Linked DNA regions of Mus musculus: all the other regions are linked to region 1. Evidence: chromatin contacts called from public promoter capture Hi-C data. All regions are on one chromosome and are shown on one strand. Each heading gives the region's core, a stretch centred on a gene start, on an enhancer-like site or on the middle of the called end of the contact. The rest is flanking DNA. Distances are from core to core; before and after follow the strand shown.

Evidence for each region. Promoter capture Hi-C pulls out the DNA fragments that hold promoters and counts their contacts. Capture Hi-C pulls out chosen DNA fragments and counts their contacts.
Region 2: a promoter capture Hi-C map of hippocampal neurons shows a contact between it and region 1, with 2.7 times the contacts expected there. The contact joins the promoter of 9430069I07Rik here to the promoter of Fbxo43 in region 1. A contact is called at or near these places in 2 of 39 promoter capture datasets (3T3-L1-derived adipocytes and hippocampal neurons).
Region 3: a promoter capture Hi-C map of liver shows a contact between it and region 1, with 8 times the contacts expected there. The contact joins the promoter of Pop1 here to the promoter of Fbxo43 in region 1. A contact is called at or near these places in 13 of 39 promoter capture datasets (3T3-L1-derived adipocytes, the C10 cell line, the HPC-7 cell line and 9 more), 3 of 115 datasets of contacts at active chromatin or transcription factors (the 230-238 cell line, large pre-B cells and pro-B cells) and 2 of 9 other capture datasets (adipose tissue and liver).
Region 4: a contact with region 1 is called in a promoter capture Hi-C map of embryonic stem cells, with 7 times the contacts expected there. The contact joins the enhancer-like site here to the promoter of Fbxo43 in region 1. A contact is called at or near these places in 6 of 39 promoter capture datasets (the 3T3-L1 cell line, the C10 cell line, cranial neural crest and 3 more) and 1 of 115 datasets of contacts at active chromatin or transcription factors (embryonic stem cells).
Region 5: a contact with region 1 is called in a promoter capture Hi-C map of second pharyngeal arch cranial neural crest, with 6 times the contacts expected there. The contact joins the enhancer-like site here to the promoter of Fbxo43 in region 1. A contact is called at or near these places in 6 of 39 promoter capture datasets (the 3T3-L1 cell line, the HPC-7 cell line, hippocampal neurons and 3 more).
Region 6: a promoter capture Hi-C map of 3T3-L1-derived adipocytes shows a contact between it and region 1, with 21 times the contacts expected there. The contact joins the promoter of 4930413F20Rik here to the promoter of Fbxo43 in region 1. A contact is called at or near these places in 11 of 39 promoter capture datasets (3T3-L1-derived adipocytes, the C10 cell line, cranial neural crest and 7 more), 1 of 484 Hi-C or Micro-C datasets (uterus), 1 of 115 datasets of contacts at active chromatin or transcription factors (embryonic forebrain) and 1 of 9 other capture datasets (embryonic stem cells).
Region 7: a contact with region 1 is called in a promoter capture Hi-C map of liver, with 6 times the contacts expected there. The contact joins the promoter of Kcns2 here to the promoter of Fbxo43 in region 1. A contact is called at or near these places in 10 of 39 promoter capture datasets (the HPC-7 cell line, cranial neural crest, embryonic stem cells and 5 more), 1 of 15 datasets of contacts at CTCF or cohesin (embryonic stem cells), 1 of 484 Hi-C or Micro-C datasets (embryonic stem cells) and 2 of 115 datasets of contacts at active chromatin or transcription factors (astrocytes and embryonic forebrain).

Annotation. Positions count from the first base shown.
Region 1 is chr15:36,162,610-36,166,743 of GRCm38.p6, reverse strand. It overlaps Fbxo43 (F-box protein 43), which reads left to right and starts at 1,883. Exons shown (of 5, transcript NM_001081253.2): 1 at 1,883-2,274; 2 at 3,575-4,134. The coding sequence starts at 3,685.
Region 2 is chr15:34,355,893-34,360,026 of GRCm38.p6, reverse strand. 9430069I07Rik (RIKEN cDNA 9430069I07 gene) reads left to right here and starts at 2,155. Exons shown (of 4, transcript NM_001256161.1): 1 at 2,155-2,253; 2 at 3,594-3,677. The coding sequence starts at 3,606. All of the region lies in intron 4 of Matn2 (matrilin 2), which reads right to left.
Region 3 is chr15:34,492,930-34,497,063 of GRCm38.p6, reverse strand. Pop1 (processing of precursor 1, ribonuclease P/MRP family, (S. cerevisiae)) reads right to left here and starts at 1,753. Exons shown (of 16, transcript NM_026340.3): 1 at 1,649-1,753. It overlaps Rida (reactive intermediate imine deaminase A homolog), which reads left to right and starts at 1,818. Exons shown (of 6, transcript NM_008287.3): 1 at 1,818-2,011. The coding sequence starts at 1,947.
Region 4 is chr15:34,565,590-34,569,723 of GRCm38.p6, reverse strand. No RefSeq gene overlaps it. Among named protein-coding and RNA genes, the nearest start is that of Gm22208, 36 kb to the right of the region's middle. Within about 2 kb of position 2,248, at least 14 of the 459 cell types and tissues checked have an H3K27ac peak or open chromatin away from gene starts, as enhancers often do. A contact at or near this core is called in embryonic stem cells, where this site is marked.
Region 5 is chr15:34,634,842-34,638,975 of GRCm38.p6, reverse strand. All of the region lies in intron 3 of Nipal2 (NIPA-like domain containing 2), which reads left to right. Among named protein-coding and RNA genes, the nearest start is that of 4930413F20Rik, 38 kb to the left of the region's middle. Within about 2 kb of position 2,070, at least 8 of the 459 cell types and tissues checked have an H3K27ac peak or open chromatin away from gene starts, as enhancers often do. A contact at or near this core is called in second pharyngeal arch cranial neural crest, where this site is marked.
Region 6 is chr15:34,673,265-34,677,398 of GRCm38.p6, reverse strand. It overlaps 4930413F20Rik (RIKEN cDNA 4930413F20 gene), which reads right to left and starts at 2,326. Exons shown (of 4, transcript NR_045883.2): 1 at 2,194-2,326; 2 at 1,833-2,009. All of the region lies in intron 1 of Nipal2 (NIPA-like domain containing 2), which reads left to right.
Region 7 is chr15:34,834,928-34,839,061 of GRCm38.p6, reverse strand. It overlaps Kcns2 (K+ voltage-gated channel, subfamily S, 2), which reads right to left and starts at 1,707. Exons shown (of 2, transcript NM_181317.4): 1 at 1,210-1,707; 2 at 1-612. The coding sequence starts at 569. It overlaps Gm32970 (a long non-coding RNA gene), which reads left to right and starts at 387. Exons shown (of 7, transcript XR_383919.3): 1 at 387-723.

The sequences.
Region 1 (4,134 bases), core at 634-3,133:
GGAAATAAACCTAGGAATGATACTGGATGAGGTGGTTGTGTAGATGCTGGTAAAGACGTGAATGTGACAGCCTATCAGGGCAGCAAGGAAGAGTGCAGTAGCTTCTAACTAGGGAGTCAACCTCCTCAGGAATCTTTATCTACAGGAAAATGAACATGGGGAGTGCTCACTATCAGAGATTACACAAACACAGTGGTTTTAAACATTTTTAAATGTGTATCTTTGTGAATATATGCCATGTGTGTGCGAGTGCCTGCAGAGGTCAGAAAAGGGTGTCAATTCCCAAAGTTGCAGTTCTGGGCAGTTGTAAGCAGTGTGGTAAGGGTGCTGGGAACAAAACTCAGGTCCTTTGAAAGAGTAGCAAGTGCCCTTATCAGCTGAGCTGTCAAATTCTAACTGGTTTAATGGTTAGCACCTGCCCAGTGCCCTAGGGAGTGAGGGCACTCTCACCTGTTTATAAACAAGCCTCATTAAGAAACTGTGCCCTGTTCATCTTTGCATGAATAGCATGTAGCTTGAGCTTACTTTTGAGTTTGGGTATTTTAAGCCTATTTGTCAACGCTAAGGAGAATCCTCAGAGAAGAGGGTAGTGGTTGTTACTAGCTTAAAGGTGGCAGCTGAGGTTCTGATTGAGACCTGTGTCAATTTGGAGAAGATAAAACTTTGAACACTGCCTAGGTGGAATGTCTTGTTGCAGTGGTCCCAGGAAGAAAAGAGTCTCTGCTCGGAGAAGACCAGCTAGACAGGCGATGGGGGTCAGGCTGTGCATTCTTGGAACACTGAATGAAAGCCAAGACTTTAAATGTATTTGGTGTGATAGGTTCTTGGCTGTTTCTGATCCCTAAAAAGGAATGTCTGAAACCAATAAACACAGTCACTCATTTATTCATAACTTTTGTTTTGTTGGTTTTTTTTTTTTTTTTTTCAGGTCAGTGGCTATGTAGCTTAGGCTGACCTGAAACTTGGTATGTAGACATGGCTGGTCTCTATGGAGATCCTCTGCCTCCTGACTGCAGAGACTATAGAGGTGTGACTCACAACTTTTTTCTTTTTTGTCTATTCACAAAATTTATATATTTGTTCACTGTAGAAACGAGGGCAAAATCATAAACTATTTTTAAAAAAAATCATTAACCAGGTGTGGTGGCACACGCCAGAACTTGGAAGGTGGAATGAGGAGGATCGGGAGTTCAAGTCCAGCCTGGACTTCATGTGACACGGTCTTAAACACACACACACACACACACACACACACACACACACACACACACACACACACACAAAACCAAAACCAAAGTTGGGGGGTGTTGCTGGGTTTATTGGGGCACTCCTGTAATCCTAGCCATTGGAAGATGAAGGCAGGAAAATCAGGAGTTCCAGGACAGTCTTGGCTACCTAACAAGTTCAAGTGGACTCCCAGGGACCACTGCCACTCTCTTAACCCAAAATCAAATAGTTAGGAAGTCAACCTCTCCGTCCTTATGCTGTATTTACGCCTTTACTATCCAAAGCTGTTGATAGGATTCTTTGACTTTGTACATCGGGCGAAACACTTCCAGGGATGATGCCTGGCACTGCAGGTTTTCTAACCGATGCGTCCCTCCAGTCTGGTCGCACGCAGTGATGCAGGGACCAACAGAGAGCTGGATGGAGCAGGGCGGAGCTGCGAAGGGATGAGGGCGGGGAGGCGGGGCGAGCGCTCAGACGGAAGGTGGGGAGGGTGGTGCCCTGGGCGGGGAAAGGTGGCAGGGGCGGGCTCGGCCGAGGCTCCCGGCTCAGGTGGGCGGCGCGGCCCAGGTGCGCCGGCCCGCAGCCGCTCCGCCCTCCTCCCAGGGGCGTCTCCCGCCCGCACGCCCGCCCGCACGTCCGGGTGACGACCGTTAGTCCCGCCCGCAGCAGACGGCTCGGCAGCTCCGGTGGGGGGGCATCTCTGGTCTCTAGTCGGGAGATTCCCCCAGGTCCAAGACTGGCTGGAGAGAGGCCGGAGAGTGCGGCTGCTGCGGGGCGGAGAGATTCCGAGCGACTTGACCTTCCCAGCCGCTGCCCCTCCTGAAGCCGTCCCGGCGCTGCTCCGGGCTCCGTTAATTGTTGAGGTTTTTCTCTTAAGTGGTGGTACCTCGGCATGAACTTTAAAGGCAAAGATGACAGACTTTGTTGTTTGGAAGCCTACCTTACTTTGACATGTCTTAAGAACTCAAGGTTGACTGGTGGTAAGATATTCCACTTTAATGAGAGCATCGGTTTAACGAAGCAGTTTTCTGACTTGTATAGGGCGTAAGTCTTTTTTTTTTATTTTTATTTTTTTTTATTTTGCGTAAGTCTTTGTAGATAGGAGTTCTGAGTGATTTATCAGAACTTTTTTTTTTTTTTGCCATCAAAAGGTTTGTTTGATTCATCAGCCTGTGGTTGCATGAATAATTTTCAAAGTTTGAAGCAGGCATTTTGGTGTATAAGCAAGATGAGGATGAAGGCAGCGACAGAGTCTCTGGTTTTCCCAAGTAGGGAGCGTGTATCAGGGCTCCTACTTTATTCCCAACGGTTTTTAGCTTCCATTTCCCAAATCTTATGCTGGTGAGGCACCTAGTGGTGAAGTGGCAGAACAGGTCACTTTTAGAATAAATTTCACATGGAATAAAATTCAATACAATACAGTAAATGCACATGCTCTAACTTTCGCAAATTGATTGAATTAATATTTTTTCAGGAGAAAGTGATTTATGAGAGGAAACATTGTAACTTACTATTTGGAGCAATTTGTAGAAAGCAGAGCTTAATCATCTTGTCCTACCAGGCATGCGCAGAAGTTAGTCATAAGCACAGGGGATCAGAAGTCAAAACTGCCCAAAAGCGGAAGAGGCTTAAAAATCACTTTGCTTTATAGCAGTGAGCCTCGGATCTTGTGGTTTTTGTAGCAGGTTATTTTGTAATATTTAAACTACATATTTAACTTACATACCATACATGTCTAAGTCCATGTGGCCGAACGAGAGAAATGACTTCTATGGCATGCTATGTTTGCATGTGTGTCACCCACAAATAAATGTTAAAAAGAAAAAACATAGTGGTTTTTTTCTGATTTATTTTTAATTATGTATGTCTGTGTATGTGCATGAGTACAGTGCCCATAGAGACATACATAGAGACACTATTGAACATGAGGATGTGAGCTGGGAACCGAGCCTGGGTATCTGGTGAGAGCAGTGCAAAAGCTCTTGACCTCTGAGCCGCAGCCCCAGCCTCGCCTGGTGAGCTTTGAAAGGAAATAACTGAACACAGAGACATTAGAATGTTGCAACCGAATATACACTTGCTAACTAAAATCATACAGTAACAAAATAATCTGAAAATAAGGCTGGTATGTTTTTGTTAAGAATAGTTCAAGTAAATATTTGTGCTTGGTGCTTTGCCTATGGTTGTCAAGTAATCAGAATATAATACAGTTTATAGCAAGGTGGTATTTTAAGTAGGACATTTAGGACAGTTTATTATGAAAATTTGTTTTTAAGTAACTTGAAAAAAATCACATAATTTCCTATTATCTATATTTAACACAAATTATATATTTTGTTATAAGTTGCTTGGCTGCACATCACAAAGGAAGAATAAACTTGTATCTACTTGGTAAAAACAGAGAGCTTGAAGATATCCCAAAGGCACTCAGCCAGCCACAGAGCAGGAAGCAATATGGACTCCTCTGCTGTCACTGTCAAGGGTCTCAGCCTCATAGACTTTTGTTCCACATCCTCCTTTAAATATAGGGGCCATCACGAGCTGTCAGAATCTTGCAGCCTTAATAAGAAAGAAGAAGAGCCTATGCTAACCTGTGAGCATCCTGAAACTCCAAGTTTAGGTTCCCCCAATTCTGCAGTATCTCCCAGTCAAATAATGAAGTCTGTGTCCCTAAGGAAGGAAAAGGATAAAAGCCCAGAACTTTGTGAGACTCCTAAACTCAGAAGGAAAAAATGCACATTACGCAGGCGGCTAGACTTTTCTTTCCCTCTTCTGAAGGGGGATTCTGATTCACAAAGCAGATCTCTGGAAAGTAACATAAGCCAAGGTGTTAGCCTAGAAAAACATTTGCCAGGTAGCACTTCAGGTTTCCCAAAGGAAGACAACTTTAGCCCATTAGTTACC
Region 2 (4,134 bases), core at 906-3,405, 1.8 Mb after region 1:
AGAGAAAGATTTGACAGAATAAGTCAGAGATAGGAAATGCCCAGCTCTCATGAGAACAGGCAGAAAAGGGAGGCTACTCAAGAGCAGTACAGAGAGTCAGTCAGCTGAGAGTCAGTGCAGTGAGTGCAGTGTAGTGGAGTTGGGAAAGATAAAGCCAGAGAATAAAAAGAAGCCAAAAGATTAGAACAGATTGCCAGAGTTAGTTTGAGTCCAAGCAGAGCAATTCAGCGAGAAGCAAAGAGAAGTCAGATTGAGTCAGTCAGCTTACAGAGATGTTTGAGCTACAACAGCTGAGTAGAACTACCAGCCAGAGTTCAGAAAGCAGTAGAAAGGGTGAGCTTACTCAGCAGTAAGCCTTCAAGACAACAATTACTTCAGGCAAATAAAAGTACTTTTACAGTCAATGTCTCATATGATAATGCTGGGTAGGGAAAGCCCTTTGAAAGGCATAAAGAATCAGCAATATAGACCATTCCATGAGTGGAACTCAGAAAGTGAGCTCTAATGCATTTGATCTAGTTTTGAATGGGAGGGGACTTTGCAATAATTGGTGTTCACTAAGCTGATGTTACTTAGACGCTCAAAATGCCCCAAACCAGGTCACCTAAAATGAGGTTATATATCCTCTGAAAAAGAGACATTAGTGGCCCAGGGTGGATCAGGTATGAATAGTTTTCCATACCTGAAAGGTTATTCATGTATCTAGAGTAAGGCTTCAGAGGGTACAAATAGGATCAAAAGTAGAAATGCCAGAATAAGATTTCAGCTCACATGATAACACAGGGTGTCTAGGATCCAGGTGCTTTGCAGTACATAATTGGCTTCTCTAGATCCATTTCTCACCTGGACACCACAGGAGATAGAAAGTTCTCCATTTGCATGGGAAAGGGAGCTAGTACTTTGAGATGGATGTCCATGACACTCTGCGAATCTATGAATCACCTATGACTGTCCCCTCTCTCCACAAAAGCAGAGTATACATAGAAAGCAGCAAGGAAAGTATACTTTAATCTGTAATGTGTGTCTGTGTGGCAAGGCAGTGGCTCAGGGACCTTCCCACATTTTGTGTACAGCCAACGGCATGGAGGATTAACAGTCAGTGGGATGTTAATCAAATGGTGCGTAGCTGTGTCTCATTTCACCCAGGAGTCTTGTACTAGTGTCAGCAGGGAGGCAGCATGTAGACAGAGGTCTGGCTGGTTCAGCTTAGCCTTCACACAGCCATTGTCACCAAGGGCTCAGCACATGGATTGTCGTAGTTCAAACAGCGGTGTAAGTTCCCAGTGTTGTGATCATTGTTCCCATTTAGTGAGTGAGGAAACTGAGGGTCAAAGAGTTTAAGTAAGCAGGTCTGGCTGAGGCAGCCACAACCTGAAGATGATAATGTCAGGGTCCAAATTGAAACCTATGGACGACAATGGCCCTGTTAGTCTCACAAACCCCATTTCAGAAATTCAGTTGAGACAGTATGATTTGCTTCTGAGAAGGAAGTGTGCACCTTTACCTCTGGTGCTGAAGGTTCTGGTAATGGCTCAGGATAACTAGGCCTGGGCAGAAGACAAGGCTCAGCAGCCACATTTTTCCAAGTGTGTCTCCCCTAACTTCCCCTAACTTAGTGTTGGCTAGACACTTCCCCAAACCCTTACTGCCCAAGGTTATAGGACCTCAAAGGGCAGAAACAATCGGGCAGAAGCTCTCTGAAACTAAACCTGAAACCCCCAAACTCAAGAGGACAGAGGCTTCTAGTTTCACTCACTTAGTGAAACTAAGTGTCAAAAAAAGGAGGAGGGCTGGAGAGATAATTTAGAGACTAAGAACATGTATTGCTCTTGTCAAAGACCTGAGTTCAATTCACAGCACCCATATAAGGTGGCTCGCAACCACTCTAGATCACAGTGAAAATAATACCTTTGGCTTCTATGACACCTGTAATTATAAATAACAGTATGTTTTGGGGAGGTGAAGGAATGGGAGGAGGAGGAGTAAGAGGAGGAGGAGGAGTAAGAAGGGGAGGAGGAGCAAGAGGAGGAGGAGGAGTAAGAGGGGGAGGAGTAAGAGGAGGAGGAAGAGTAAGAGGAGGAGTAGTAAGAGGAAGAGAGAAGTAGGAAGAGGAAGCTGGAATGATGGCTCAGCATTAAGAGCACGGTTGTTCTTGCAGAGGACCCAAGTTTGGGTCTTAGAACCAACGTGGCAGCACATAACCATCTATAAATTCAGTTCCAGAAGATCTGACATCCTTTCTGGCCTCCACAGGTATGTGGTACATGCTGTGAACAGACGTTCATTCAGGTAAAACATGCATACACATAAAGTAAAATCAACATCTTTTTGTGAAAAAGGACAAACAAAGGGAGACACTGGATTGTAGAGTTGGAGTCTCCGAGGACTCTGGGAGTTGCTCTCTGATCCATTTGTCACTCTTGAATTTAAGAGCCTTTACTCTAGGCTTCTGTCCTTCCTTTAGTGGACTTCCCTATCCTGCACCTAGTTGCCTGTTCAAAGCCCAGGTAGCCTCTGCTTTGAGCTCTTTGATGCCACAGTGCTAGGCAGAGCTCTGCTTGGGTCCTTCCTTTTTTCCCTAAGCCTAGGCACTTCCCTCAGGATGAGAGGAGTCTGGGAATACCAGGCCTATGCTGGGCTGGGCAGGACTGACAAAGACTGCTTGTGAAATTGAAGGAAGAAAAGCTCTTTAGTTTAATTAGTTAATTAATTTATTTATTTATTGGTGTCAGAATTCATCTGGCATGGCTAAGCCAGCCCATAGAAAATAGGCACTGGCAGCTTCCCAGGCCCCAGCCAATCACCGGGCATGAGACACAGAGAATATTTTATGCTCCTCAAAGAGGAGAAAGCAGAAAAGGGGTGGGCATGATGGCTGAACACACCTGAAGAGGACAAGGTGAACAAGAGATGTGTGAGACTATTCTAGATGACCCTTCCAGACTCCCTGGCTTGTCAGCGAATTCTGTTAAACCTGTGAATATTTGCTGTGACTGACTTCTGCTGGGGAACCTGAGGGAGTGTCAAAGGTTCCAGGAGTCCTGGGGTCACAGAGGAGCCCCAGAACAGAGAATCAAGTTGACAGTGGGACAGGGAGGTCCTTCCATTAACTGCTCAGTGCTGAAAACAAGAAGTGAGACGAGAAGTGGAAACTGTGGTTTGGCTTTCTAAATGCAGTGCTAATTACAGACATTTGTGCAAACTGCTTTCCATTAGCGTTTAATTGCTCTCCGTGTGGTATTGTAACAATTTTGCATTGCATGAACTACACGTCAGACTTAGCTGAGTTCTCTTCGCTTCCTTGCAGCCAGTCTTCCCAGGCCTTGTGTGCTCAGTTGGGTTGTATGTGGTTAAAATAGTGGTTATAGTTACAACTTACAGAGAAGGAGAAGGAGGAGGACAAGGAGGAGGAAGAAGAGGATGGGCATACACTTACTATATGGTTAATTCCCGAAAGGCCAGGGTACCTCCTGCTGGCTTAAATATCAGTGTGTTGTCTAGTTTTGGGAACTGGGCCAGAGAAGAACACCATAAGTTCTAATAATTCTAATGCTTTATATCTGTTTGTCCTTTTTGTTTTCTTTTTAAATTAGGAGAACCATAAAATGTCTATCACTAAAGCAGCCGGATCCCTGCGTATCTCTAGGATGGGGCGTGCACAATGCTTGACTACTGAGGTCAATATCTCATCCTTAGTCCATGCTTTGGGAAGAAGATAAAAGAGAGAAATGGCTCCATAGGGCCCAGCTAATAAAGTCAGGGTGGGAAAGCTTCCACCAAGAGGCAGTAGATGTGAGAGGGACTGCTTCTCAAAGACAGCATCTCCACCAACCTTTCACACATTGCCTAGTGACCTACTATGAGCCAGGCTTAGGCACTGTGGTGGGTGAGGGGGTAATACCGGGAAATACAAAAGCTGTTTCCAGCTCTGAGGAGGTGGCAGGTAGGTTGGGAGAGGGACTATGGGTGAATAAGACACACCTAGCTAAAAAAATTTTGCACAGTTGTCAAGTTGGTTTAACTTACTGCTATTTTGCAGATATCTTCTTGTCATGTGAAAAGATAATGTTTGATAATGTTTGAAATGGTGCAGAAAGATAAACTCTCATATATATATATATATATATATTCTGC
Region 3 (4,134 bases), core at 504-3,003, 1.7 Mb after region 1:
ATTTAGCCCGCAACTACGCTCCTTCTGACACAGCATGAGAACTGTAGGTAGCCTCAGAGCTTCTCCAGTTGGGGATCACAACCCCATATAGGGTCATGTAGCTGAATGTGAGGTGATGAAAAATCTAGCAAGAACAATTCAGAAGTCAAATGTGTAATGAATCCAAAGTGTTTCTGGCAGTGCTCTACCTAGACGTCACTACAGCCACAGTTCAGCAGTGACATCCCATGCTTACACACCATACAACACCAACAAATACTGCCTGAAACAGCTCAGCCAAGATCCCAGGCAAGTTATGAACCCAGTGTTCTTACTGTACATACAGGTTTATGCTCTTAAGAAACAATGTTATACAGGCTGGTGAGATGGCTCAGAGGCTAAGAGCACTGGCTGCTCTTCCAGAGGTCATGAGTTCAATTCCCAGCAACCACGTGGTGGCTCACAAAACATCTATAGGGGGATCTGATATCCTCTTCAGGCAGGCAGATATATATGCAGCAGAGCACTCGTACATTAAATAAAGAAAAAGAAAAAAAAGGAAACAATGATATAAAAACAGGCCTAAATTTCTCTTTAAATTGTTCTCATGCCGCACGTCTTTGGATTGTGCTGGGCTGCATTGTTTGATTTAAAAAACTAGTTTGAAATTGAGTTGCTGGGTTAAATTTTATATTTTTTAAATCATTAATTTGGATTTGGGATTGAGATAGACTTTTCCAACAACTGGCCCTAATTATAGTTCCGACTGTACTACATATTTAGGCAAAATAGCATCTCATCACTGACTATTATAAAAATCAAACAACAAATCAGCTCTAAAAAAAAAAAAAAAAAGCCGGGCGTGGGGGCCCACGCTTTTAATCCCAGCACTCGGGAGGCAGAGGCAGGTAGATTTCTGAGTTCGAGGCCAGCCTGGTCTACAAAGTGATTTCCAGGACAGCCAGGGCTATCCAGAGAAACCCTCTCAAAAAACAAACAAACAAAAACAAAACAAACAAACAAACAAACAAAACCACTTTAGATGCTTTATGTCTTGCAGTATCAAATACTCTACCAAAACTCGTATTTATGAAAAAATAAACATACACACATCTATTTAGAGAGTAAAAATTAGTTTTTATCTTTCTCAAAAGGCAAAATTATACCAGCTACACTAAAGAATTGTTTTAAATATACTTCCTTATGATATATTATCAGTTACTAATTAGTACATCTTCTTATCTACCCAGGTTCGTTAGTGAGAAAGCTGAAGTCGTGAGCTAGGAGAAGATGACTCGCCTCCGGAAAGCAGACCCCGGTCTGCTCAAATCTTGAGGCGATCATGCATAGAAAGGAAGCACGGGATGGCGAAAGGCAGACAACCCACACCTCTGCTTGGTTCCCCGGAATGACCCATCCCTGTCCTTTACGGTACCCAGAAAGGGATACAAGCGCATTCCCAGAGGGGATTCCGCCTGGCAGGGCAACGATAAGCATAAAAACGAGCACAGGAGCCTGAGGCTCTGGACTGCAAGAGGGCCCGCCCGGGCAGCATGGACCTCCCCAAGTGAAAAGCGCCGCAAGCCGAAGCCGCCACTGTGGGCAAGCCCCCACGCGAGGCCCCCGCGAGCTGGCGGCCCCGGCTAAGCATTAGTGCCTCACCACCAACCTGCCAAAAGTTCCGAGGGCTTCGCCGGTAAGAATGACAAGGTTCTGAGATCCCTAGAAGCTCCCACCACAGAGGGTGAGCGAGCGGGCTGAGGGCGCGTGCGCAGCACGGCTTCTTCCTCCACGTGTCCCGGAGTCGCTTGTAAACTACAATTCCCATCGGGCCGTGCGAATTCGCACGGGGCTGTCCCTGAACTAAAACTCTTTTGCCTAGGGCTGTCTGGTCAGTGGACAAGAGTGGGTGTAGTTACTTACCATCGTTTCTTCTTCTGGAGGGTCTTCAAGAGGGAAGGATTAGCATGTCGTCCATAATCAGAAAGGTGATCAGCACCACAAAAGCCCCGGCGGCCATTGGTCCCTACAGGTAATGTTTTTTACTGTAGCTCTGAAGGACCAGGTAGGTGCAGTGTTGCAAGTTTGGAGCTTTGGCCCCTGCTGGTCCGAGCAAAAGAGAGTCTTAGAACGCGCGAAGAAACTAAGTTCAGAAAGAGTACAGTGTATCCAAATCCCTCAGAGAATGGGGGAGCCCTGGTGCTACCAGAAACTTGCACTCCTAAGATCTTGCCCCCATCTGGAGCTGCCGGGGCCCCGAAGGCGAGCTTGCTACATGCTTTCTCTGGTTAGAAGTGGCATCACCCCAACCCCCTTGCCTTTCGTCTTGGTGGCTTCTAGTTTTGGTTTTTGTAACAATTTTATTAAGATAGAATAAACAACCCATAGAATTCTCATTCTGTTAGTGGGTTCAATTCAGTGGCTTTTACTATGCCCAAAAGTTGTGTAGCCATCATCACTTTCTATTCTCAAAACATTTACATCCAACCTAAAATAAGGTTTATACCATTAGCATTTATTCCACATGGCATCTTTCCCCAGCTCCTTACAACCACCCATTTATTTCCTCTCCATCACTATAGGGTTTATCTGTTAAAGACGTTTGCTATAAAAAGTATAATACACTGTTTGGTCCTCTGTGACAGGCTTCTTTTACTAGCATGAAGTTTGATCTAACCCTTTCTTAATTTACAAGATATGCTTGTCTCATTTGGACAGTACTCAGCAAATACCTGTATGTCTATCCTAGTCTCTGGCTTCTATAACGTGTAGGAATGCAATGATGCTTATGAATGGTTTATCCATGCCTATTTACCACTAATATCAAATGCAAGTAACACCAAAGGTGATCTTCTGAGATTATCCTATATACTAGAGCTAACCATATATGTACTGGAAAAATAAAAACTACCCTTTGGCATTTATCTCTGCTTACCAGAAGTGCTTTTAAATAGAAATGGTACTTTCTTTTCACTTCCTTCTGTGGGTGCTATGAAGGACAGACTAACTTTGTAGCTCAGACTAACCTAGAACCTGCTGTTCTCCTGTTTGAGCATTCCTAGTGCTGACGTGAAGACCAGCACACTTAACTTAAAACCTTGTTCCTCAAAATACCTCAGCTTTAAAAATCACTGTATTGTATCTTATATAACTTTCTCCTCTCTAACTTCTAAGTCTTCACTAAAACGTATCTAGAGCCAATTCCTTTTGAAAAAGTCATTTCTGACACAGTGTCTCTTTGCTGTCAATCAAAACTGAAGATTTTCTTCGGCTGCAACATTAGTACTGTAGAAGATGTGTAGTGCATGCCAAGTATTTAGCTGATTCAAAAATGTGTAAGAAGTAATCCGACATAGGCCTTCACCTATAAAAGGAAAAGAAGCAGTAATGTAGCAAATGTTACATGACAGGCACTATGACAACTAACTACCTTTAAGTTGTCTCTCCATTTTACAAAAGGACAGCTCAAGGTCAATCTTTTCAAGGAAATACAGTGTGCAAGTGACATCTTGGCTTGAACTCAAACCCTAGCTCCCTTAATATCAAGAGAAATAACAGTCCCATGTGTCAAAGCAGTAATTATTATAATAGGATTGGAGATGGAACTTAATGGGATGAGAAACCAAATGAAAGGGAGGAAAACTGATTCTGATTTGGAGCAGAGAAAGAAAAAAAGTTTTGAAGAAGCTCCCCAAATAAGGTAGTCCGGTTAAACTTTAAATGTTGGGTTTTCTGTTTTTCCACTTTTAATAGTGTTAGGAAGTTTGACTCATCATAGTTAATTAGTTACAGACTGACATTCCTCCAGAGGACACAGAGGTAAAAGAATACAGAATGTAGAGATTTGGATGAGATAGTTTTCAATTGACCTTTTTTTTTTTCTCCCAAACTGTATACCTGGTGTTTTATAACATTTTCATTGAAATGACTTACTTTCACTTAAATTAATTTTAAAAGAAAACATTATCAAAATACTCTAAATAGAAAACAATACAATAGAAAGTAACTATTTTTAAAAATAACTCAAATAAAAAGTATTAATTCCAAAACTCTATGAGCATACTGCAGTTGGCTCAAAACCTTGAGCCTGCTCCCTTTGTTAAAGTGTTTCTGGCTGGGGCTGGAGAGATGACTCGGCACTTAAGAGCACTTTCT
Region 4 (4,134 bases), core at 999-3,498, 1.6 Mb after region 1:
GATATGAGGGTCTTGAAATCACAACAGAGAATTCCTGGAGCCGTGTGAACCTGAAAGAGATCAAGGATGAGTCTCCTTTCACAGGGAGCACTAGCCTCTTAACCTTTGATTTGGATTTATATCTCAAGAAGGAAATATATTTATTTCTGTTACTTCAAGCCACCAAGCATATGACAATTTGTTGCAGTGACCTAGAAAATAAATATACAGATCAACATGGTCTTTGAAGCGCCAGAACATAGGAGAAAACCTCAGCAAACAGACTCTGCATATGCTGGTAACATGGGGAGGCCCCTCCACTGGCCTCCAGTGACTGGAGCTGATGTACATTTAAAAGTTTGGAGTAGACTTGAGAAGAAAATGGTGGCATTTGCTTCATATCTAAGAACGCAATATGGATATGAATATAGTATTAGGACTTTAGTGACTGAGAGATGGCCCAGCCAATAAAAATGCTTGTCACATAAGCATGAGGACCTGAGTTCAGTCTACCAGTCAATGAGCTCCAGGGTCAGTGTGGTATCCTGCCTCCCCAAAATTGAAAAGGACACCTAATGTTCACCTCTGGCCTCTGTAGCACAGCACTCACAGATATGAACGTTCACACACACATTAGTCACTTTTCTAGTTGGTGTCATCAAACCTATGGTAGAGACAACCTAAGAGAAAAGGTTGATTTGGCTCACAACTTCACAAGTTTTAGTTGAGCACAGTGGAAGATATGATGGTGAGACAGGTTCCCCGTGGCTGTGGAAATGTAGTAGTAGAATGAATACAACAGGAGAAAGGAAAAGCAGACTGGGTGAAGCAGAGGTCTGTTTTAGGGAGCTCTTGGGGACCTAGCCTGGCTCTGGAGACCACAGGTGTGTGCAGCTCACCCCCCCCCACACACACACACACACACTTTAGGGGCACACATTACAACCACACCCACTCAGTCCCCAGCCAGCCAAGAGGGGACTACTGGACACCAAAAATGCCCAATATTCACAGGCTCACTGGGCTGTAGCCTCCCTCAGCCTTGAAGCAGGCTGATCCAGACTTTGACCTTGCTGCCACTAAGAAGGAGATTACCTAGGGTAGATGCTATGCATACTCTAGTGAAGTTTGCTTGGCAGGCCAAGAGGCCTGGGAGCACTCACAAGGCAAAGAGTTTCAGAGAAACTCACCTCCTAGAATATTGGCGTTCTCATAACCCATATACTCATACCCTACCCCCACGTTAGTCTGGTGTATGGATCCACGTGCTCTCTTTTAGTATTATTTTAGTATAAGTGCCTTTAAAGATTGAATTCTGACATAGCTAAGCCTTCGCCAGTGTTCCAACATCCTAGAAAATCCTTGAAGCCGACAAACTTGGAATTCAGTAGGAATTCAGTGAGAATGTCATCTATTCAGTAACATTCAAGTTTACTTCTAGTAGAAACAGTGAAACTAACTAGGCATTACAAAGAATGGAGCTAGAATAGCTCAGGGCTGGTCTGTAGAGTGATTACTTAGGACAATAGCCAGTCTTACCCAGACAAGGGAATACACTATGGTCTAGCGAATAGGTGGGTTTACCATGAAAGAGTTGGGGAATCCCACTGAGACAGGAATCTTCACTACAGCCAGGTATAGCAGGCTATACTGCATATTAGAAGCAAGTTGGTGAATTCTTCTGACAAATGGAGATTCTCCACAGATACTTAAAAGTTACACTCATACAAGAATTTATCGAGGCCTAGGAAATAGGAGGTTTGCATTATTCATGAGAAGGTCTGCTAGAGCAGAACCCCCTGGTGCTAGCTTTCACAAGGCTCAAAGGAGTAGCACAAATTGTGACTAGGGTGTGAAATCCTTACCTGTCTTTAGCTGACCCTAGGCAGGGAGGTTTTAACTTTACTGTAAATATTACCTGGTTCCTGTAAGTCCTTTTGAAGTCATTCCTTTGTTTTGTGCCAGGTAATTTCAATGTACTTTGCCTGCTGTGACATCCTACCCCCTTTATTTTCTGTATTATATAAGACTGGTGTTCACTTTGTGAAAATACATTCAGACTCTACACAACCTCTTGTGTTGCGTCTGTCTGTCATTCGCTGACTCCTTGTCCATCTGCAACCAGAGATCTGTTCTATGCAGACAGGGACCAAAGAGAGTCTGCAGCAGGTAGAGCCTTCTGACCTTGATGGCTCTATTTGCTCATCTCCAAGACTCTGCTTCCTGCAGAAAGGTCCTTGAGACGTTCCAGAGACACACCCTATAGATCACCTACAAGCTGGCTCCAGGCACCAAAAATGGGCTGGCGGGGGATGGGCCTACCCTCTTTATAAGCACGGACTCTCAGTAAACTTCAGAGGCTTTAAACAGAAAGGTTTGTCTTGGCCTCATTCTTTTCTCTATGTCTGATCTCTTTCAGCCCCAGCCCGCCTTTCAGGGAACCCAGTTCACATGGCCGCAGGTGGCTACACTGGGCCTAGAAAACAACAGTTAAATGTGGTTTCAGGCACCATAAACATGGACACTGTCTCAGATTATAGTTCAAACCACAAAAACAGTGGAACTCAACAAGCACAGGAGGCAGTATTCAGATAAGAAAAGGGGAGCCTTTAAATGTGACCAGAGAGCCCTGGTAGATTGCCTGGCTTAATCTGAATGAACATTACCTCATTAGTTTTTAAAGGCTTAGTGTCTCTCATGTATCTATCTAAAGATGGCTCAGGCATGGCTAAGCGAAAGCGCTGGTACAAAAAGGGATGCCGAGGATGTGGGGCACAAGGGGAACCCTCTTCAAAGTGAAAAGAGAAAGATCAGTCTCCCAGTCAAAAAGCAGCTAGAATTCAGAATGCAACAACAAAGGAACCCTTCAAGGACCCACCATCCTGTCTACCAGAGAGTGTACAGCTAAGCAGGTGGGTCAAGACAAACTAGAGAAGTAAATTAATGAGAGTAAGAAGAGCCCCTCCCGACAGAGCAAGCTTTACTATACTACCACCAGCAGCAGCACCAATACTACCCCCAACCCCAGTACCATCACCAATAGCAGCAGCACTGCCACCACACCACCACCAGCAGCAACGGCAGCACCACCACCACCAACATACTACCACCAGCAGAAGCAGCAGCACCATCACCACCAGCAGCAGCAGTAGCATAACCACCAGCACCACCACCACACACTGCAAGCTAGGAATTCTAAAGCTCTGCCTTCTGGACTAGATGGTGTATATCAGTCTCCTGGAGCCCTCCCTTCCAACTGCTCACTCTCCACTATCTCCAGGGATCTGGGCATTCTGCAGCTATCTTCCCTTTTGGGTATGGGGGTATTGTAGTGGCAGCCTAGGACACTGCTGCTACCCAGGGCACAACAGCATACTGGACCTGTAAAGGACAGCAATCTGTCTCCAGGCACAGTGGACTGGTTGAACATTGTACAGCCTTATCTAAAGTGAACCACCTGTTTCCTGCTGGGCTCAGCTCCTGACCTTCCAAGGTCTCCACAGAGTAGACCTTCATCCAAACCATAGCTGAGGAATGACAGCCTGGAATCTACACTCATTTTCCACTGAAACAAGGGAAAGTAAAGATGGCACCAAACAAAACCAGCTTCCAGCACTTCTTGTTTACTCTTTCCAGAGTCTCCTTGGCCAGGGGCTAGAGAGCCCTTCTTGAGGGAACACAAAAAGCCAGTTTGGGTTTTCTAGAGTTGTTTTTTCTTCCACGGTTCTACCGCCCACCTTTTGTTACATGCAAGTTCACTTGGGGGTTGGGTTCAGTCACAATGTGTTTCTAGCACTATTCAGAGATAGACAGGCTGCTGCTTATATGCTCCCTATATGCCCTTGCTGACCTCCCACTGTCCTGTCTATACAGAACGCTAATTAAGTTAGAGCTTCTGAATAAGATGTAGGAGACATGACACAAACGTGAAAGGACTGGGGAACCTGGGACCTGTGCCTGGCACCAACACTCTTCCACTTCACAACAATGTGAACAAGTGACATCAGAATTAACCCCTGGCACACCCAGGCTGGGCAGGAAAAGCTACCCAAAAGGACTGAGCAGTGCCACCACCCCCCACCCCAAGACATTGGATATAACACACACATGCATGACTGCGAGTCCCTTCTTATAGCCACTGGGATGTCGAGCATG
Region 5 (4,134 bases), core at 821-3,320, 1.5 Mb after region 1:
AAAATGGATGAGCCAATTTCAAGAATACTTTGCATTGTTCTTATCAGTACAGTAGTTAATTTGCAGGGAGCAGAAAGCAGAATCCTCTCAGTTCATTTGTTCACCCATGAAGCAGCAATTACCCTTCAACTCCTCCACATTCTCCCTTTGAGCATGTTGTAAAATTCCAGAATTTCTAAATAACAAACCAAGATAAAGCATGCCTTATAAAACAGATACAGAGCCTGCATGGTGCACACCTGTATGTAATACAGCAACCAGGAGGCTGAGGCAGAAGGTCTGCCACTAACTCAAAGCCAGCCTGGACTATGTGGTAAGTACCAGACCAGCCATTGCTACATACCAAGACCCTTTCTGAATAAATCAAAGGTGCTCCCCCAAGGCTCAGGGACCATCTTGGAAGAGGGAGCAGAAAGATTTTAAGAGCCAAAGGTTAGCCGGGCGTGGTGGCACATGCCTTTAATCCCAGCACTGGGAAGGCAGAGGCAGGCGGATTTCTGAGTTCGAGGCCAGCCTGGTCTACAAAGTGAGTTCCAGGACAGCCAGGGCTACACAGAGAAACCCTGTCTCGAACCCCCCCCCCTCAAAAAAAAAAGCCAAAGGTTAAAGAGAACCAGAAATAATCAGTGTAAAATGGTGTCTTCCAGACATGATAGTACAGTTCCAGTCATGAACTCAGCTCCTGTGGCTGCCTATGCAACACCTGCATAGATGAAGCCAGTCATCACTATAGTGTGGCAGGGAGGGGGCAGTGAACAATGGCCTGACTCACACCTGTGTGTCTGTTTCTCCAGTCAGCTAAGACCCAGGAACCTCATACAACACGGCCTGTAGAATTGGTCGGGGGGGGGGGGGGGGGTGTAATCATAAACTGATGAAATGGACAGCAGTTCTTTTTTTAAAAAAAAGATTCCTTTATTTTTAATTTTAAGATTTATTTTTATTTATAAAGGGAAGATATGGCTATGTTCATGTGAGTGCAGGTGCCTACAGAGGCTAGAGTCATCAGATGTCCGGAAGCTGGAGTTCCAGATGGTTGTAAACACACACACACACACACACACACACACACTGTACACACTCATGAATATACCCACATGGGTGCTGGTAACAAAACTCAGGTCCTCTGCAAAAATAGTATATTCTCTTAGCTGCTGTTTCTCCAACCTAAGATTTCAGTTTATGTTGTTTCACAATAGTTAATCAGTTCACAGGAAGATACTCAAGAATATTCACTCCTGTGAATGCTTCGACGTTTCTAAGCCTATTCCAAAGAGAATGAAATGAGACCATTCCTGCATCTACAAAATATGGCCTTACACTTAACTGTTGTCTATTTTATACCTTTATAACTAAGTTCTATATTATAAATAGATATAAGGATGGTTAAAAATAAGAAGTTATTTGCAGTCCAGAAATTAAGGCTATGTGGAATTAAGGAGATTCGTGGGGAACCTCACTCAGTATAAAGTCAATTAATCCAAGGGCAGCAAGCAGGACTGTGCAGGAGGAGACTGGCTCCAGGCTGCAGAGAGGCATTGGTAGGACGCACCAGTGATACTTTTCAGTTCCACCCTTACAAGCACACTGATTTCAAGCCTAAGAGAGAGATTATTTCACAAACATTCACAGTGCTTTGGATGGTGCGCAGTTAAAGGTAAGAAATGAACACTGAGTAAGTATCCCCCATGTCAGGTGCTGCATGAGATGTATAAACAACACCATTCTTAATTGTGGCTAAGGTGAATAGGAGTAGGAGATAGAGTCAATTTGGAGGTGATTAGATGGAATCAAATACTTGGAATATCATATTGCACAAAGGCAGGTAATAGCTGCAAGCTCTCATTGGCCCAGGATAGTTTCCTCAGAAATTAAAACCAAGTATCCTGTTGCCCAACTGATTTGGATTAAGGCAGGAACTAATAGACTGAGAGGATGATGAGAGTCAGAGCTGTGCCTGGTCCCTTCTGTCTGAATATCTAATAAGCTAGCTTTTGTAACCCTCACTGTAAACCTCCCTGTGGGATCTCTATTGTTCATGTGTCTCTCTGGTGCTGTTAAAAAGCCCTAACTGAACTGTGTCTGCAGTCCATTAGAGAATGGTCAGAGTGCAGCCTGCAGCCTTACTGGGGTCTTTTGAAATTCCAGAGAAGTCATGTCAAGCAGAAACGTTGGTCTCCAAGACTTTTATTAGAAACAAATGAGAGGAAACACAAGCAGACCAATGAGCAAGCGATGTGTAGTCTTACTCAAACCTTGATGCCACAGAGTCTCTGTCTCTGGGAGCAACAAGCTTAGTGCTAATGTGCTCAACTCACTGCAGTCCAGAAATGTCTGTGATGGATGTCTGTGACAGCATTTCACATGCATATTGGTTTTAGTGCTGAAAATATGCAGAAAATACCTCTTTTCCACATGGCTTGCATTTTTTTCTTCAGCACATTTGTCCAAAACCCAGCTTATATAAACCGTGTGGACTAAAGCTCTGACGTTTTAATTTTCTGTCTGCTCATACATTCTCAAGCAGAAAACTTGCTGAATTCTAAAGCTTTATTTGAAACATGTTTTCCATCCATCTTTGTTTTTTTGAGAATACCACAAACTATTTCTAGACAAATTGCTGACAGTGAAGTAATGGGCTATTAAATTTATAATACAGAATTAATGTTGTCAGTGGTGGTATTTTTACCTTTTGGGGGGATGGGAGACTTTTCAGGTCATTAATGCATGTCAAGGAAAATGTAGAAAGGAAAAGAGTACTGTCCTTAATCCAGGTAAATGTCTTGTCTAGAAAAATACAAATCACCATTGGTCAGTTGTTATGTCTTTGTTATCCTCAATAAATAAAGTGGGACTTTTTTCATCAAAATGAGTTTCTTGACACTTTCGTCCCTGACAGCATAGATAGATGGTGGGGCAACTTTTTCAGCATAAGAAAGCATCTTTCAAGCTGTCACATACTCAAAGCTTTAGATCCTAACTCGCTGGAATACATTGTAGTTGACATACTTTTTTTTTTTTTTCTAAAAATTCTACAACTAACGGGAAAGATAGTTGTAGAGCCGTACCTCAGCATGGTTTGAGCTGACTGAGCCCTTGAGTATGTTCACTCTGTCCATAAGAGTGAGGTCTGATTGTGGCTGACAGGGATGTGTTTTGGTGGTTTGTTTCTAGCAGTGCAAAAAAGCTACCATATAGTGACCAGAAACCAGAAGCCAGACATTTACTTGTTAAGGTCTGTTTGTAGAATTACTATGTAAATATGTTCTTTTCATGCGTAGAGTTTGAGATATTTTTGACAAAGGAATTTTTATTATTGTTTTTGCCTTCTGGTTTCTCATAGTATCAACATACTGTCTTTCCTACTATTATAGAGGTTAAAACCAAAAGTTGTCTTAGAGATGAAATTGATGAAATTCTCACTTGTAGATTAGGTCAGAGTTTATATATCAATATTTTCTACACTGGTGCCTATTACTAGAACTGGCCAATGCTTTGTATTGTTTGACTCAAACAGTGTTTTTGAGGGACATGAATTGGTGTCCCTCTGTTTAAAAGTGAGTTAGACCACATCACACAAACTATTCTTTAAAAATCCCAATTTAGAAGCGCTGGACTTGCAGTTAGGTTGAATAATTCATCATTCAACCTAACCTGCATCATTCATGGATCTTGTAGAGTTTCTCGTGGCCACTACTGTGATTCATTATCACAGACTAGCTACCACCATCACCACAGCCTACATGCCTAGTCCCTCGCCACAGCCACCCAAGCTCCCTCGCCCCTCCATCACCACAGCCCAACAATACTTCTTGTCTTTTAGCTATTACCTAACTTGTCCCTATAGGTACTAGGATTCATAACTTTCAACAAATTATATAAGAATGTGCATGTGTGCCTGTGTGCGTGTGTGTCTGTGTGTGTCTGTGGGTGGGTGCTAACTTTTAGGTTATGTTTATCTTGAAAAATAGTGGATATAGATTGGGGCATAGGGACTAACAGCCTACCACACATGAGGCCCTTGTTTTCCTAGCACCACCAAAGTAAAAGTGAAAATAAAGGGTTAAAATGGATAAAAATAAGTAAAAGTGACCAAAATCACTAAAAATTAGCCCTGTCATGCATATCTGAATA
Region 6 (4,134 bases), core at 1,077-3,576, 1.5 Mb after region 1:
ACTAGAGAACTTATGTAGTCATTAGTTTTCTTAAACATTTCCTGGAATTCTTGATTGTCTTGGCTCTCCCAAGCACAGATTATCATGTGACACAGATGTTTGCAAGGCTTAACTTGCTCTTTATAGTACACAGTTGTACATCAGGAGGGTGTGTCCAGAAGATGCTAAGTGGAACTCCTAAACTGACACGTTAGCTGCAGTTGGTTGAGATAAGACGATGTCAGCCTTTTTCATCAGTGTGCAGAGTTAGGCCATCTTAAAAGCCATGGTATTTTAGCCTTTTGCTGTTGCTGAAAGGACAATTACTTTTGTTTCAAGGAAAAGTACAAATTGAATTTTAAAATCAATTCAACAAACATTTTATCAAGTGCCACTAGTATTGTCCAGGACAGTAAAAATAAATGGAATCTAGCTTTTCCTTTCTGATACTAACTGAAGAGAGAGATGGCTGAATATGGCCTATCACTTCAGAAAAACCAAGTGTGAGGTCTGAGCCCCCATGCCCCACAACTCATGATTGGTCCTGGGATCGACTGGCTTCTTGATGTTTCCCTCAGTTCTGTCATATCTGAGATGCTTGCACAGATTCTTTTTGGTGGTTGCCCAGCTAGCTCTCTGTGTTTTCACAGTGATTGTCATCAGGTCTTATCAAGTAGCCTTCCTCCATTGAAAAGTCCTGCTGCCCCCAAAGAGCTTTCATGGAACAGTGGCCACTTAGAAGCAGTGCTGCCAGAGACTGACGTAAGAATGCCTGCAGCAGAAAGTCTCAGAGCAAACAGTAGTAACCCTGGGCGAGTAGCTAAGAAACCACTACAGTTTGCACTGAGATCCTGTCCCACTTGGAAAGGTGGGGAGCTGGTATGGAAGGTTAGGTGTGACAGAGTTTTGCCTGCACGATAATGTTGTGTCCACACATTTTCATGACAAAAGGCTAATTAATGTTCCTAAGCACTATGGAAATATTCAGTGTGGTCTGAGACCCAAACCTTTCTTTCAGGAATGTTATTAGGTGACTAGGAAGATGTCTGTAACTCCAAAAATGGGGCATGTGGTATCATGTGAGTGGTGTAAAAGCCAGTGGAAATCCACAGTCAGGTAGCTTTCAGCTGGATGGTCAGGGATTCAGTTGGACACTTAAGAATAGGTAGGTCTTTATGATAAGTATGTTCAGGTGGAGGACATTTTAGGAAAGGGAAACCCTGATGACAAGGAACAGCTCCACTTTCTAGGAATTTCCATGCCTACAGTTTGTGGACCAGACTCAATGGTAGATGTGGCAGTTAGGGAAAATGGAGACTAAATGTGGGAATAGGGCTTAGGTCCTTGGATCTGGTCCCAGATTGCCTTAAAGGAAAAGTAAGGAAATTAGTTTTATCTGTCAGATAATCAGGAGCCATTGGGGGTTTGGGTCAGGCAGTCCAAAAGTCAAAACAAATTAAATTAAAAGAAAAAAAAGTACCACTCTGGCAATGGGCAAAGAGACACCATGTTGGTGGCCATGTTCTTATGTCAGTTGGGGCAGAGCAGATGTTCATCTTAGCCTGATGCCTGGCTTGGTGTCCAAAGCTCTTTTATGCCTGAGACTCAAGAAAAACAAATCAAATCAAACCCAGGCAGCACAGGGCAGGAGGAGGAAGACAGACAGAGACCTGTGGACCACCATGCCACCCACAGACCTTCCTCCAGCAAACAGTACAGGCGGGCCATTAGACACTCACATGCTGCCACTCCCTGCCATGTTACCCAGGGGCCTGCCAGCAGTGTGGCCAGCCTGCAGCGGGAGCCACCACAATGTGTGAGTATGTGGTGAAAAGAGAAGAGAAGTAGAATACCTTGAGCATTATGAAGAGAGATGGAACTGGAGACTCGAGGGTGGAAAGGAGAAGCCTGTTGTGGGTGGCCAGCTCCATCACCTGGAGCCACGGATAAAGTCCCAGCCTGAGCTGCTGCTGAGGACCATGTCTGGGTCTCTGGGTCTATGCAGCAGCAGGGATCACAGCACAGTAGGCCTGGTCAAAGTCAAGGGGGTGCAGGTGAGTCAGCCCCAAGGGTGAGAGCATGGAAGAGCTGGCCCTGCCACTCCTCTGCTGTGAGGTGACATTGGTGTGGGTATGATGCCCCCCCCCATTGCCCTTTACCACGTGCAGCAGTTGGGAGAGCTGGCCCTGGGGTCATGAGAGTAGAAGAGCTGACCTGCCTACTGCTGACAAGCAGAGCTGGAAAGCTTGCCCCTGTGGTGTGGATAAAGGAGAACCAGTGAGATAAACAACTCAGCTACCACCCAGGCCCAGATCCAGGGCTCTGAGTTGGCCCACCCCAAACTCTATATCATATGCAAATGGTTGGCACACTTGAAAGGGCAAGTCCTGCTGATCCAAGGCTGTAGGATCTCTATGACATAGGGCAACAACAGGATAACTGGGAGGAGGCCGAGTGAGACTCCAATATTGATGATGTCACAAAAGCCAGAGATCTTGAACCAGACCAATGACCCATTGCACTCATGGCAGTGAACATTTGCAAGTGAAGATGTGTGGACAGAGGGTGTCTTAGTCAGGGTTTCATTGCTGTGAAGAGACACTATGACCACAGCAACTCATAAAGGGCAACATTTAATTGGGGCTGGCTTACAAGTTCAGAAGTTCAGTCCAGTATCTTTATGGCAGGAAGCAAGGCAGGGTCTAGGCAGACATGGTGCTGGAGGAGTTGAGAATTCTACCTTTTGTTCTGGCTAGTAGGACAAGGGTCTTAGAGCCCATATCCACAGTGACACACCTACTCCAACAAGGCCACACCTACAAATAGTGCCACTCCCTGGGCCAAGCATATTCAAACTACCAGAGTTTGGACATACAGTGACACACTACAGCTTCCATGATGATATGTTTTCTGTGCTTTGGTGTGTGTGTGTGTGTGTGTGTGTGTGTGTGTGCGCGCGCACGCGCGCGCGCTCAAGTGCTCATTTTTTACTTTGGGGGTGGGGTAGTTTGCCAGGACAAAGGGCAGATAAGTGGGGACAGGGAGTTAAGTGGGATGGGGATGCATGATGTTAAACTCACAGCAAATCAATAAAAACTTTTCAAAAACTCTAAATTAGAAAAAGAAAACAACAATAACAACAAAAACCCAACCAACCCCCTCAGCCCCCCAAAATCCAAATTAGGATATAACAGGAGGTAGAGGCTTGAAACTGGCCAGATGTGAACTAAATCTGTTACATAGATAGGATGTGTCATGTTTGACCTTCAGGGAAGTTTTAAAGTGTTTAATATATTGTGGTCATTTAAAGATGAGATTAGCTGGGACTAGAGAGATGACTCAGCAGTTAAGAGCATTTGCTGCTCTTACAGAGGACCTGGGGTCCATTCCCTGCACCCACTGGATGGCTCATGATCGAGGGCCTATAACTGTAGTTTCAGGAGATCTGATAACTTCTTCTGGTCTCCCTGGTCTCCATGGGCTCCCAAATGCATACGGTTTTTATATTCATGCAGGTTCACACATACACACATAATTTTTAAAAATGAGATCAAAATGTTGTTAAGATTAACACTATATCATAGTATGATATTTATTATCTAAAAAGTCATATTTAAAATACACCATTTACTCGTATACACACACACACACACACACACACACACACATATATATATATATATATATATACTTCCCTTTACTTAGTCAAATAAAAACCAAAGGTCAAACCTCATAACCCTGAAGAAGTCTCTTATTTGAGAGTATGATTCAGATTTCTTTTTTAAAGTTTAGGGCAGAATGCATCTTCCATCATAGAAAGCACCTGGCCTTTTCAGATAAGTTTTGAAGACATTTGTTGAATTTTCAGGACTATCACATTCCTAACACATTATGATGCATAACAAAGTACATTTAAATGGTGACATGCTATCAGTTTAAATTGGGAATTAAGGTTGTGTTTCAAGGAATACATTTTAAAAATGAAATTAGCTATACAATTTCAAGTTTCCATCATCTCAAACATTAGAGGTTCATAGTCAGGGTATGTGAGTAGGTAGAGCGTGCAACCAGGAGACTAAAGGTTGGGGGCCCAGGTTATGGTGGCCTCCTGCAATTCCAGCACACTGAAAGCTGAGATTCTCCAGAGCAAGCAGG
Region 7 (4,134 bases), core at 458-2,957, 1.3 Mb after region 1:
CTGAAGACCCTGCTTAGGACTGAGTAGCCTGGGTTGTCCAACGCCAGCCACAGCTGCCTGCGGAAGTTGCCCAGGGGTTGCCCATCGAACTTGGAAGCATCATTATAGAAGGCCAAGATCTCATCGAAGGAGGAAGTGGTGCTTTCCTGGTCACTCTGCTCGTCCCATTTCTCCTGCTCAGGTTCCACTTTGCGGCCGTGATAGCTATAGCTGCAGCAAGAGTCGATGAAGAACTCATTGATACCCCAGTACTCGATCTCCTGGCTGAAGGAGAAGACGCACAGCTCAGCCATGACGTGAAGCTTGCCGGTGTGGTAGAAATGCAACACATAGGGGAAGAGCTCGGGGTTACGGTCGAAGTAGAACTCACGCTGAACGTCATCGTAGTCATCGCAGAGTTCCAGAATGGCCTCTCGCGAGTGGCAGAGGAGCAGACGGCCCAGGCGTGTCTCAGGGAAGCGCAGCAGCGTATGGGAACGCAGCCGTCTCTTGAAGCCACCCACATTGATGCGGATCTCTCCATCCTCGACGTCGGTATCGGACACATCCCACAGGCTCTGGCGGGTCATGCTGGAGATGCCCAGGCGCCCGCGCCGCGCGGGGGCGCTACACCTGAAAGCAGAGGGAACAGCATCTATGTGAGCGCCGGCACTCCCCACCCCAAGTCTTTCTCTTGTTTTCTCTTCACCCTCATCTGACTGGCCTCTCCAGCAGGGTCTCTAGGTGAGGTCCAGCACTGGGGTGCAGGAATGGGTCTATGGGAGTTGACTCCCTTCCCAAGGCAAGACAAGGGTGTATGTTTCCACGAGTACACCCGGGCCTCCACCTCCTCCAGGGAGTGGCGCCTGTCGGCTCTGAAAGCCCAAGGGGGCTGTGTGCTGACCTTGCCTGTGAGCAGACCAAGGAGACGCCCCCGCCCTCTCGCCGCAGACAGGCGGGACCCAAGCTGAGATGCGCACTGGCAGGGCTGGGCCAAGAAGGGGGCGCGGAGATTTGGGAGGAGGCAAGGAAATTCACCGCTCTAATCTGTAAATCTGGGCCGAGGGCTAAAAGGGTCAACTCAGCGTCCCAGATCTCCAGCCTTCAAGGACCGATTCCATTCCCAGCCCCCTTCCTACCACCACCCCCGCGCCCTTCTGGCGCCGTGCTCCCCGGCCGCGTGCGCTGCGCCTTCCCGGAGCTCGCCTTGCGCGTTCTAAAAGCGCTTACCTGGGTGCACGGGAGCCCGCGGCAGAGGCCGGCGGGAAACTTCCCCGACCTGCTGGCAAGCATCACCGCGGTGGACGCCGTTGGCTGGCTGCGCGAGTGCGCGCGGGTGCGAGGATGTAGATGTGAGTGCTTGTCTGTGTGCCCCGCCACCGGGCAGGCGGGGTCCACCGTGCGCCTCCTTCAGTCTCCGGCCGCACACACCACCGCCCACATCCGCGAGAGGCTCACAGGTGGCTGCGTGGCCCCGACGCTCGTGGAGCCCCCCTCTTCCGATCTGCGCGCCCCTCACCCACCACGAGAGGCAGGAGCCCACGCCGCAGGCGCCCGTGGAGCGGGGGCGGGAACCGAGCCGGTGCGCCTTGCAGAGGGCCTTGAGCCTGGTGCTGCGCGGTGGTGCTGAACGGACAGCTCCGAGCGCGCCAGCCCGGGGCACAGTCGCCGCCCAGACTCTTGAGACGTTCCGGAGCATCATTCTGTTCTTCGGGCGCCCCCCAGCTTTGCACGGAGCTGACACCTTTTCCCCCTCCCTCGGCATCCTCCAGGGACAGCTGTTATTGTCAGCACCCCCAGGGCTCAGACAGAGGGTTGCCTACAGTGACTTTCCTCCCTCGCCGGGTCTGTAGGAAACAGACTGGAGAATGAAGGATGGCTTTTATGTATAGGGCGGATAGGGCAGCAACGGAATGATCTACCGGCTTCGGCTTCCTCTTTTAGAAACCTGAAGAAAAGTTTCCTATACCTGGAAATGGGGTTATCGGAAAATGGGAGCTGTCAGAGAAGACTGAGGTTGAGCTGTGGCAGGGATATGGGTGGGGCAGGAGCTTGGGTGTGTGCACAGGTCCTGTTGGCATGGGGAGGAGTAATGGAGTTCTGTTTGAGAACTCTGCATGATACCGTGTATGTACAAGCCAGTGTGAGCTTCAGAGGAGTACTTGGAGTTCTGTGCGTGTGTGCAATCTGAGGAGTAGGACTACCCAAAATCTGTGTAAAGTATTGACAAATATGTCTTCTGATGGATGCGAAGATGCATACAGTGTGCCATGTATGAGGATCTGGACATGCATTAGTGTGGTATGTGCATACAGTGTGAGAAACTGTGTGCTGTATAAACACTGACTTCAGCACAGAATTCCCAATCATAAGACATAGGGCCCTCATATTGGCCAAGCCAAGAAATAGACCCTTATTCCTTGGTATCCCCCTGGTCTCTGAGCAAATACATGGTCCTCATTTTCAGACTGTGGCATGCATTGTTAGCAGAGAGCTGGTGTCCTCATGTCTTGGTCAGAAGTAATAGGACAGTTCTTATAAGGTGGCTCCAGACTCAGGAAAAACAGTGCAACCACGAGAAACACATTCTTCATATGTGGCTCTAAGGGTGCCACCTGAATTGAGAGGTGTTCTGGCTCTAGATTGTTTGATGGGTTGGAGCTGAACTCCGGTCAGAGCATTTGTCTGGTATGTACAAGGCCCTAGGTATTGATCCCCAGAACTATGCAAACAGTGCAAAAGACTAGCCTGCTTTAAGCTCCCTCAGAGGGTCTGAAAAGAATCCTTGATCTAGTTTTGTGTTGGATCAGTGGATCCAAGTATGAGTCTTTGTATCAGCCACTCACCTTTGAGCATATATGATGTGTGCATTGGTTACATGTGTCCTCACTAAAAGGACGCTACACCCATGTCTCTGAAGCTTCTGTGAGTGTGGGTCTTCCTGCAAAAGCAGTTCCATATGGGAAGAAGAATAATGTGGTGTGGTTCATGTGAGCTTCCGTTCTTTGATGTTTGATGCTAGTAGTGGCAACAGTGGTGGTGGCGGTGGTGCTGGTGTGTGTGTGTGTGTGTGTGTGTGTGTGTGTGTAGGGAGTGATCTGCCAGTTGGTATCTGCCATCTTCATGCATTTATCACTGTGCTTTATTCATGTCACCCTATCTACTACTGCCTTGCTGCCCTCTTTCCTCTCCCAATCCATCCCCCTATCCCTGTCTTATTTTTTTGATACAGGCTCTCTCTGTGTAGCTCTGACTGCCCTGGAGCTTACTATATAGACCTGGCTGACCTTGAACTCACCGTCTGCCTGCCTCTGTGTTCTGAGTGATGGGATGGGATCATACGTGTATGCCACCTCTCCTGACCCCAACCATCTATTTCTATGGGAGTCTGCTTATCATAGTCTCACCTTATCCTCTGTGTAGTCTGGTTGGATCTATCATTTGAAATCTGGAGCTCCCCCACACCTGGCTGGGCTTCTGTCTGGAGGCTCCTTGGTCTCCTTCATCCCCACGGTGTGCTGCTGGGAGAGTGCCAGCCTTTGCAGAGGTTGTGTGAACTGGTGGATCTGTTATCACTGGCTTGCTGACCCTCCTTTTCAATGCCTCCATACCTTGGAGGGTGGCTGTGAGGTTTCCACACTGCCGGGGCCCTTTGTACCTGGGGACATCCACTCTCTCTCTAGCCTGACATCCTCTCAGTTGGCTTCTGGCAAACTCAAGCCTTACAGTTACCTTGTGCTACACACATCTGTGTGAGTTCTGCTGCATGACACTTCTCAGACACACAAATTCCTTCAGCCTCGGCTCCTGACTCCCGTGTGCCTTGGCTCCTTGAGCTCTGTTTATTAATCACCTTTTCCTGCTGTACTTGGGGGGGGGGGTCTCTCTTCCTAGGAGTAGGAAATGAGCTTTGTGACTCTTGTTTTCTTTCCTCTCTGCTTTATTTATCTCACTCATTTCTTCTTCCTTCCTGATTATAGAAGACTCTGTTCATAGAAAAATAAATTCTCAGCTTTTGTTTCTTTGTACCTCTCACAGGCTTCTGGGCTCTCAGACTTCACATTTCCCTATTAAGGGCTACTCTCCATCACCTATAGCTCTGCCCTTCTGCCCCCACCTGTCCCTCATCTCCTTCTACATTTGGCTTGTTTCTCC